Linked DNA regions of Sus scrofa: region 2 is linked to region 1. Evidence: chromatin contacts called from public Hi-C data. All regions are on one chromosome and are shown on one strand. The core of a region is the stretch at or near the end of the contact, and the rest is flanking DNA. Distances in the headings are between cores, read along the strand shown.

What was found. Hi-C and Micro-C count contacts between places; a contact is called where the count stands out from the background.
Region 2: a Hi-C map of liver shows a contact between it and region 1, with 3 times the contacts expected there. The contact joins the promoter of HDAC11 here to the promoter of CHCHD4 in region 1. A contact is called at or near these places in 2 of 47 Hi-C or Micro-C datasets (heart right ventricle and liver) and 1 of 2 datasets of contacts at active chromatin or transcription factors (alveolar macrophages).

Annotation. Positions count from the first base shown.
Region 1 is chr13:70,415,370-70,419,065 of Sscrofa11.1, forward strand. CHCHD4 (coiled-coil-helix-coiled-coil-helix domain containing 4) reads left to right here and starts at 1,957. Exons shown (of 3, transcript NM_001243499.1): 1 at 1,957-2,150. The coding sequence starts at 2,129. TMEM43 (transmembrane protein 43) reads right to left here and starts at 1,844. Exons shown (of 12, transcript XM_021069380.1): 1 at 1,608-1,844. The coding sequence starts at 1,619.
Region 2 is chr13:70,878,044-70,881,739 of Sscrofa11.1, forward strand. HDAC11 (histone deacetylase 11) reads right to left here and starts at 1,820. Exons shown (of 10, transcript XM_021069384.1): 1 at 1,714-1,820; 2 at 620-768. The coding sequence starts at 1,715.

The DNA.
Region 1 (3,696 bases), core at 707-3,206:
CTCATTTGGAATGGAGATGGTAACCGTATCAACGGACGGCTGTTTCAGTGAAGAAGAATTCTGCTGCCTCCCTGCTCCACCCCACCATCTTCCTTCTTCCTCACATGGCTTGATGCCCCCAAATGTGGACCGCATTGCTGGGTGAATCAACAAAGACTTGGCAGCAGAGGATACCCACATTCATTTACATTCCTTGACAAAGGTCAGGATACCAACATACCCAAGATGGTCTCTGTCCACTAGGACTGTGCGGATAAACTCTACTTTTTTTTTTTTTTTTTAATGTATTAAGTACGAACCTATAGTGCATTAAGTGTGTTAAGCATGGTTTTCCTTTAAATTTCAGGTTAACTGATCCTATGAGGAAACATAAACCTCAAGAGATTAAGACCACTTGTCAGCCCGACTCCAAAGCCTGCTACGCTCACCCAAGATGTAGCCTGCCAGGCTGGCTCTGCAACCCTGGGCAGGGCCTTTCTCTGCTGGGAAAGTTCCCTATCTGTAAAGTGGTCATTATGGAGGGGGGGCTGGCGGTCTCCTGACTGCGCTCTGCCGAGGGAAGACCCTGGGTCTCCCGGACCACCTCTGAGGCTTTTCTAGGTGCTTTTTCAAAGGCTTCTTGGCCTCCCAGACAATGCAAACTCAGGCAAAGTGTGCTGGGGCTGTGGGTGAGGCAAACCCTGGCTTCTCAGGGGGTGTGGAAGGCAGAGAGGACCTTGGGGACAGAGGAAGGGCCTGTTAAGAGGGTGTGAAAGGCCAAGAGAGAGAGTGGTTAGGACATGCCACCAAAGCAGGAGGGAGGGAGTGCCTCAGCTGGCTGGGCTCCGAGCTGGCACCAGAGGCACTTTTGCAGAAGACAGGAACATGAGTCACCAGCTTCTCCCACACCCAGCACCCTGTTGGCAGGTGCCCCTCGGTTTGTTGAATGAATGTGGGGCTTAAATAGAAAGGTTCCTCAGAAAAGCAGGGAGAAAAGCAGCTGCCTTTCCAAGGGCACCGCCCTCAGCCAGGGCCTTTCCAACCAAGCCAAAGCCAGGAAGACGAGGGGCCAGCAGTAGGGAAATGCTCCCTCTCCCAGTCATGCTAACTCCTCTGCTCCAAACTAGTCTGCCCCTCTGCACAACATCAGAGCCTTGGTTTACATACTCCCTGGAGCGGGGACCTCAGTGCCTGCTAGGACAGTGCGTTTCTGGACAGCTTCACCAGGGCGATATCTGCCTCCCCACACACCCCATGGGGGACTCCTGTCTGAAGTCCCGTCCAACTCTCAAGTCCGCAAATGTGAGAATCCCAAAGGCGCAGGCGGGAACCGAGAAGGAAAGAAGGAGCTGCGCGGAGGCGCCGCACATAAGCGGACCCGGAGACAGAGCCACACCTCCAGAGGTTGCGTCTCTACCACCACGCGCCCCCGAGGAGGACGTGGACCACCGGGTGCTGACCGCACGTACGGACGACCTGGCTGCCCTGCCGGAAGGAGCGGACCCGGGAGCGAGAGGGAGGAAGGGCCGGCTGCACGGAGGCGGTTAGCCGCACAAGGGGCTACGGCGGGCGGCCGGGAGAGTGGACGAGGCAGCCTGGGTGTGGCCGGCGAAGCCGGGGACACTCACGTTCGCAGCCATGGCAGGATCCGGTCACCGCCCGCCTCACTCGGCTCAGCAAGAAAACGGACTTACGGCTGCACCACGGAATCCCGCCACCTCTCGACAGCCAGATGGCGGCCAAAAGGCGCGGGAAGCCCGGAGCCCTAGGATGCGCTACAGAGCAACGCCCCGCAAGCCGCGGTTTTTCTGCTCTCGCCCGCCGCGCCTCCTCCTGGGAAACGTAGTCTGGTGCCCTCTCCGGAAGTTGCAACCTACCCGGTACCTCACTGGTGCACCTGCGCATTGCAGGTCATTCTGGGAATTGCAGTTCCTTCTGTCTAGGGAGTTGCTCGGCGGCGCGCGGCCTGCTGGGAAATGTAGTTCCCGGTTGAGAAGGCCGGGCTAGGAGCTCCGAGGCAGGCGCGCGGAGGGCAGGCCTGGAGGGGGCGGGTCCGCACGGGCCTCCCAGCCGCCCGCCTCGCCGGGGAGAGGTCACGGCGTGAGGCAGCCACCGCGATCACCGCGAGGTTGGAGCGCCGGGCTGCACTATGGCCTACTGCCGGCAGGAAGGTAGGAGGGCGGGGTACCTAGAGACGGCCTACGAGGGCCTGCAGGGAACAGGCGGATTGTGCGGCCCCCGCGCCCCACCACTGGTGCGGAAGATAGTCCTCGGACCCTTGCGTCGGGTCTCCATCCCCGCTTTACAGATGGGCAGCGGGGAGAAGCGAGGCGGTCCAAGGTCACCGTGAGGCTCGAACCCGGACGTCTGAGGGACCACCACGTGAGAGAGCTCTTAAATTAGGCCTGGGGGTCGGAGGAGTGCGAGCGCGCTGCCGCTGGCTCCTAACGGAGAGTTTATAGGTATTAATTGTTACTATGGCGCTTACCCACACCACGTGTTCCGGTTTGCGCCGCCCGTCAACAGTCCTGGAAAGTCGCCCTCGGCGTGCTCTGTGCTGCGGCGTGGAGTACCGCCCGAGGGGACCGGTCAGGCGCTGGTGCGCCCTAAGCCAGGCCCTGTTCATTTCCCGAGAGTAAACAGCGACCCAGAGGTGACTAGGCTAATGCCATGATGCCGGCAAGTCCGGAAGCTGGGGTTGGACCCCCGCGGTCTGATTCCAGAGCTGCCCAGCCTGGTGACCAGTGGATTCCAGGGAGCCTTCCGTTGGGAAGACAACCCCCCAAAAAAACAAAACTAAATAGGTTTCTGTCTATGGTCTCTCTCCTTGTTACCTCTCCTGGAACCCCAGAAGTCTCCAGGCCAGGGGTTCGAGGGCCTCCGCGCACAACCGCTAACTGGCTCTTTGTCCCTGAGCTGTCACCCAGCCCCTCCAAGGCCCAGTGTTCAGTCTTGTAAAATGAGAAGTAGGCCTTCCTTCCTTCTCCACATATTCATGAAGCACCTTTTTAGTGCCAGGTGAGGGTGATGGTGAACACCTGAGACTTTAAAGCTCCAGAGAGAGCTGGAACTCTCCCTGAAATTCTTTAATGAATAGTCTAGCTCCCTCAGGTCATTGAGGGACCCTTAAGCCCAGAGATGGAGGTGATCTACCCAAGGTCATGCTTAGGTAGGAAAACAGCTCAATCTAAAATGCTAGGCCTTTCCCCCAGTACCCCATTCTGCTTCCAGAACCCTCCTTCCCTGGGTCATAAAGTCATAATACTCACGATGTCTCTAATGAGTGCTATTTTAATTGATTGATATTTAACTCTGCCTTGAGCAAAAGTCCTCTGCCCTCACCGCTTTGTTAGAGAGTAGGTCTCTTGTTTTTTATTGCCTTCTGAGTCTACTTTACTTCATCATTTAGCAATTTTTTTTTTTGAGCCTTGTGGGCTTAATGAGGCCATGCAGATAAACAGACCCTCCTTGTCCCTGAGGATTTCTGGAAGTCCAAGGCAGGTGTTTATCTACCACCAAATGGTAGGTCATATCTTTTCCTGGGTCAAAGATCTCTCTTAGTATTGGGGGTGAGAACTGAAAGCATTCATTTTTAGGCCTTCCCTAGTTTTTAATATTATCCATGCCATGGTCCCCTAAATCCTAAAAAACTTCTTTTCTACCTAGCAATTCTTTCTGTTTCCCATGGGACTTAGAGAAGTGATCCCAAACGCCTGA
Region 2 (3,696 bases), core at 570-3,069, 460 kb after region 1:
TTTCCTACCTCCTTCAGTTAAAGAAACCTCAATACAGGGAGCTAGAATAGTCTTTTCACCAGAGTACTATGACGCCTGAACTGTCTCCACCTTAACCAGACACCTGGATTACAAATCGCAGTTTGAAGAGTGAAGGGGAGGCGTCTGGAGCTCTGATTTCCAGACTCCATTCTCCCACTTAAGAGCTGTGTGTCTTTGGGCACGTTTTCTAACCTTCCTAGGCCCCAGTTTTCTCCACTTGTAATCAGTGGGGTCAGAGCAAAGGTGGTCCACCTCCTGGACTCTAGGAGCCTGTGGGTTACTGACAGTGCATTCCTCCAAATGGCAGCTTCCCTGGGCCCATGGTAAACAGCTTTCCCGCTACTGGGCCTCCAGGGGCAGAGACTGGCTTCAGGCCCCCAGCCATAGGGAGCCAGTGCAGGTGTGATACAGGGGCATAGCCTGCTTAGAAATTGGTGTTGGAAACATCCTTTTGACAGCACAGGTGGGAGGCAGCCTGAGGGCTGACATTGCAGGTGGGAGGCTTGGAAGCCGGTGTTTGGGAAAGACGGCGGGGGGTGGGGGGGTGGCAGGTGGGTTGGAGGAAGCAGATGCAGGGTGCAAGTGGGGCCTTCCATACCTTTGAGGAAGCTGATCACTTTGCCCCATTTTCCTGCATCAAAGGGGTGCAGCTTTTCCAGGCCCATGAAGGTTATGTTGTAGCGCGGTGAGTACACAATGGGCCAGCGCGTCTCCGGCACATGCTGGTACAGCTGGGTTGTGTGTGGCCTTCCATGAGCAGAGAGACAGACACACACAGACAGGGACAATCTCAGTGTGGGAAACTGCCTCCCCTTCTGCACCAGCAGGCTCTGATTGAACAGACAGTCCTGATCCAGTCCCGCAGCTCCCTCAGCGGCAGAAAAAGGGCCACTTAGCAACAGCAGCAACAATAATAATAGAGCTCCTCCCTGAGCTTGCGCACTCTCCAGCCCAGTCCTCGCAGCCGCCCCTGTAGTATGTAGGCACCACCATCCCAGCAGAGGCGGGAGAGGGGACCAGGTGTGTCCAAGATCACACAGGGCCTGTGGAGCAGCGGATGTGCACCCAGGTGTGTCTGGCTATAAGGCCTCAGAGCCTCACCTCTACACGATAACAAAACAGCCAACAGCTGTGTGGCTTTAGGCCTCGCTTTCCTCAACTGTAAAATGTGTGGCTGTAGGGAGGCTTGAGATAATGCGTCTAACGACCGAGCACAGAAAGCGCCCTATATCTGAGAGCTGGTGGTGGCAGTTCCAAGAAACAGCAGGTCGCGGCTCCCGCTGGCTGCGGCCCAACCCAGAGCTAGGAATGGGGGTCACTTCGGCCCCGCCGCGCAGCTCACCCCCACCAGACACACACCTCCCCGGCCGCTGCGACACAGGGAAAAGAAACCCTGCTGCCACTGCGGGGGCCTCCGCACAGCCAGTGGAGCCCGAGGGCAGACGTCAGACCCGCGCGCGTCGCGGGCCGGCGCCGGTTCCAGAGGCCGCAGATTAGTGGCGCGGGGCTGGCCCTACATGCGGGGCCGGCCTGAGCACACGCGGCCCGAGCGGTAGCCCTCCATACCTGGGCCCGACTTGGCGGGCTCTCCCAGCCGCCTGCGCATTGGTACTCCCACCCAGAGGAACCCTTGGGAACCCTCAGGGCTTGGCCCAGCGCCCCACCCCGCGACCCCACCCCCGCCACACTCACATCCCGGGACCTGGCCCTCCCTGCGCGGCCACTGCTCCTCAACCGGGCGGGGCGGGGCCGCCGGGGCCGCCCCGCCCAGGACACGCCCCCGGCCTCGGCCGCCTCCGCTAGGGGCGGTGCTCCGAAGGCTTGGCTCCGCCCCGCCCCCACCCGCGCTGCGTCACAGAGGGCTGGAGTCCCGCGCGGAGCTCTTGGGGGGAAACAGCCACGCCCCCAACTCCCATCAAGCGCGAAATTCCGCCTTCCGGGGACAAATATCCAGTGGGATCGCGCCTGGCTCATAAGCCACGCCCCTTAGGGGGAGGGCAGCTCGTCACAGTTGGAATGGAAAGCATGGTCCCGGCCCTGGGGAGGGGCCACGTTATGCCCCGCCTTGGGCCGCTCGTCCTTTCTGCGCTGTGTGAAAGCTGGAAGATCCTAAGAGATAGAAATGCCAGGCTTCCTAGCAGAGCTGTGTGACCTTGGTCAAGCGTCTGCGCTCTGGGGTCTCTGTTTCCACGAGTAAAATGGGAGCGTGGGGGCCGTGTGTTCTGGCCCTGACATCTCTGACTTAATGAGATCCACGACCTCTCTGACTTGAGGAACATCCCCTCGCAACTCCCCAGCCCCATCCTTGGTAGTTCTGACAAGCGACAAGCGCTCGCTCCCCACGTAGTCACTTAGGCTCCCTAAGCCTCAGTGTCCTTATCGGTAGAACCAGGCTGGTGATCCAGTCTTCAGAGTACAGTTGTTTATCTGCACACCCCCCCTCCCCCACCTCGGGAAGCCAAGACAAGCCCCGCTGACAGCTGAGAGTGTCTTGGGGGTGGACACTGGTAGGAGCGCCAACAATTGAGCCCCAGAGGACAGAGACAACGGGCTTCTCTGTTGGCCCAGCTGCCCCGCCCATCAAACAGAAGCAGCTGACCCCAGGGCTGCCCGGAGCAGGGCAGCTGGGATCCCTAGTGGCTCCGTGAGAGCGTCGGTGTGACAGGGTGCAGCACTGTAAGGAAAGGGCCCAGGCATTTGAACAGTGCCCTCCACGTGCCCGTCCCTTGATTACATGATGATACTAGATTCTCACAACCTAATACCTCCAGAGGGTACCATCATCACCCCACTTTCATCAGGAGGTAACTGAGGTTGAGGTCTGGGTTAAAACCAGACTCCCGCCCTTGCTGTGGCCTTAAGCCACTGGCTTTGGCTTTCTGACCCTTAATTTTGTGTCTGAAAACGAAGTCATGGCTACCCCTTCACCCCGTGGGGAAGTTGAGAGAATCAAAAGAGATGATCATGCTGATTATTATTTAAACAACATGTAGTGTGTGCTAGGTTCAATTCTAAAAGCTTTGTGCTCATTTGATCCTTACTGCAACCCTGAGAAACTGGTTATCCCCATTTTACCGATGAGGAAACTGGGGCACAGAATGAAGTCATTTGCCCAAAGGTCAGGAATGTGAATAGATAAACTATAGCCACAGAAAGAAAAAGTTAATATTGAATAATAGCAACAAGGGAGAAATTGCACACAGTGGCCTTGTATTCCCTGAGAGTGACTGAATTCATCTCAGGGAGCTTGCTCTGTGGTTGGGGAAGCCACATGGATGAACTTCTTGTTGAGAGAACAAAGATCTGGGGCAGACTAGATCCAGGCCCTGAGGCCAAAAAGAGTGAGATTGCTCTGGGTAAGAGAGTTTTTTAGGTTGTGGCCTGTGTGGCTGAGGAGGGAGGTTGTCTGGGGAGCCCCGGGTCTTGAGAACACCCTCAAAGCACAATGCCAGCCTGGATCACCACCCACACTAGTACCTTTGAGAGAAACAAATCATATTATTTGCGCTGAGCATTTGGGGGTCTCTTTGTTACAGATCCTAGTCTGTCTGCTCACCAAGACACCACACTGGGACAAAGCAGCGAACCAGCAGGCAAGATCCAAAAGACTTTGTCAGGCTCACAGTTTACTGGGAGAGGCAAATCATAACCTAGGAAACAATCATAATTACAAAA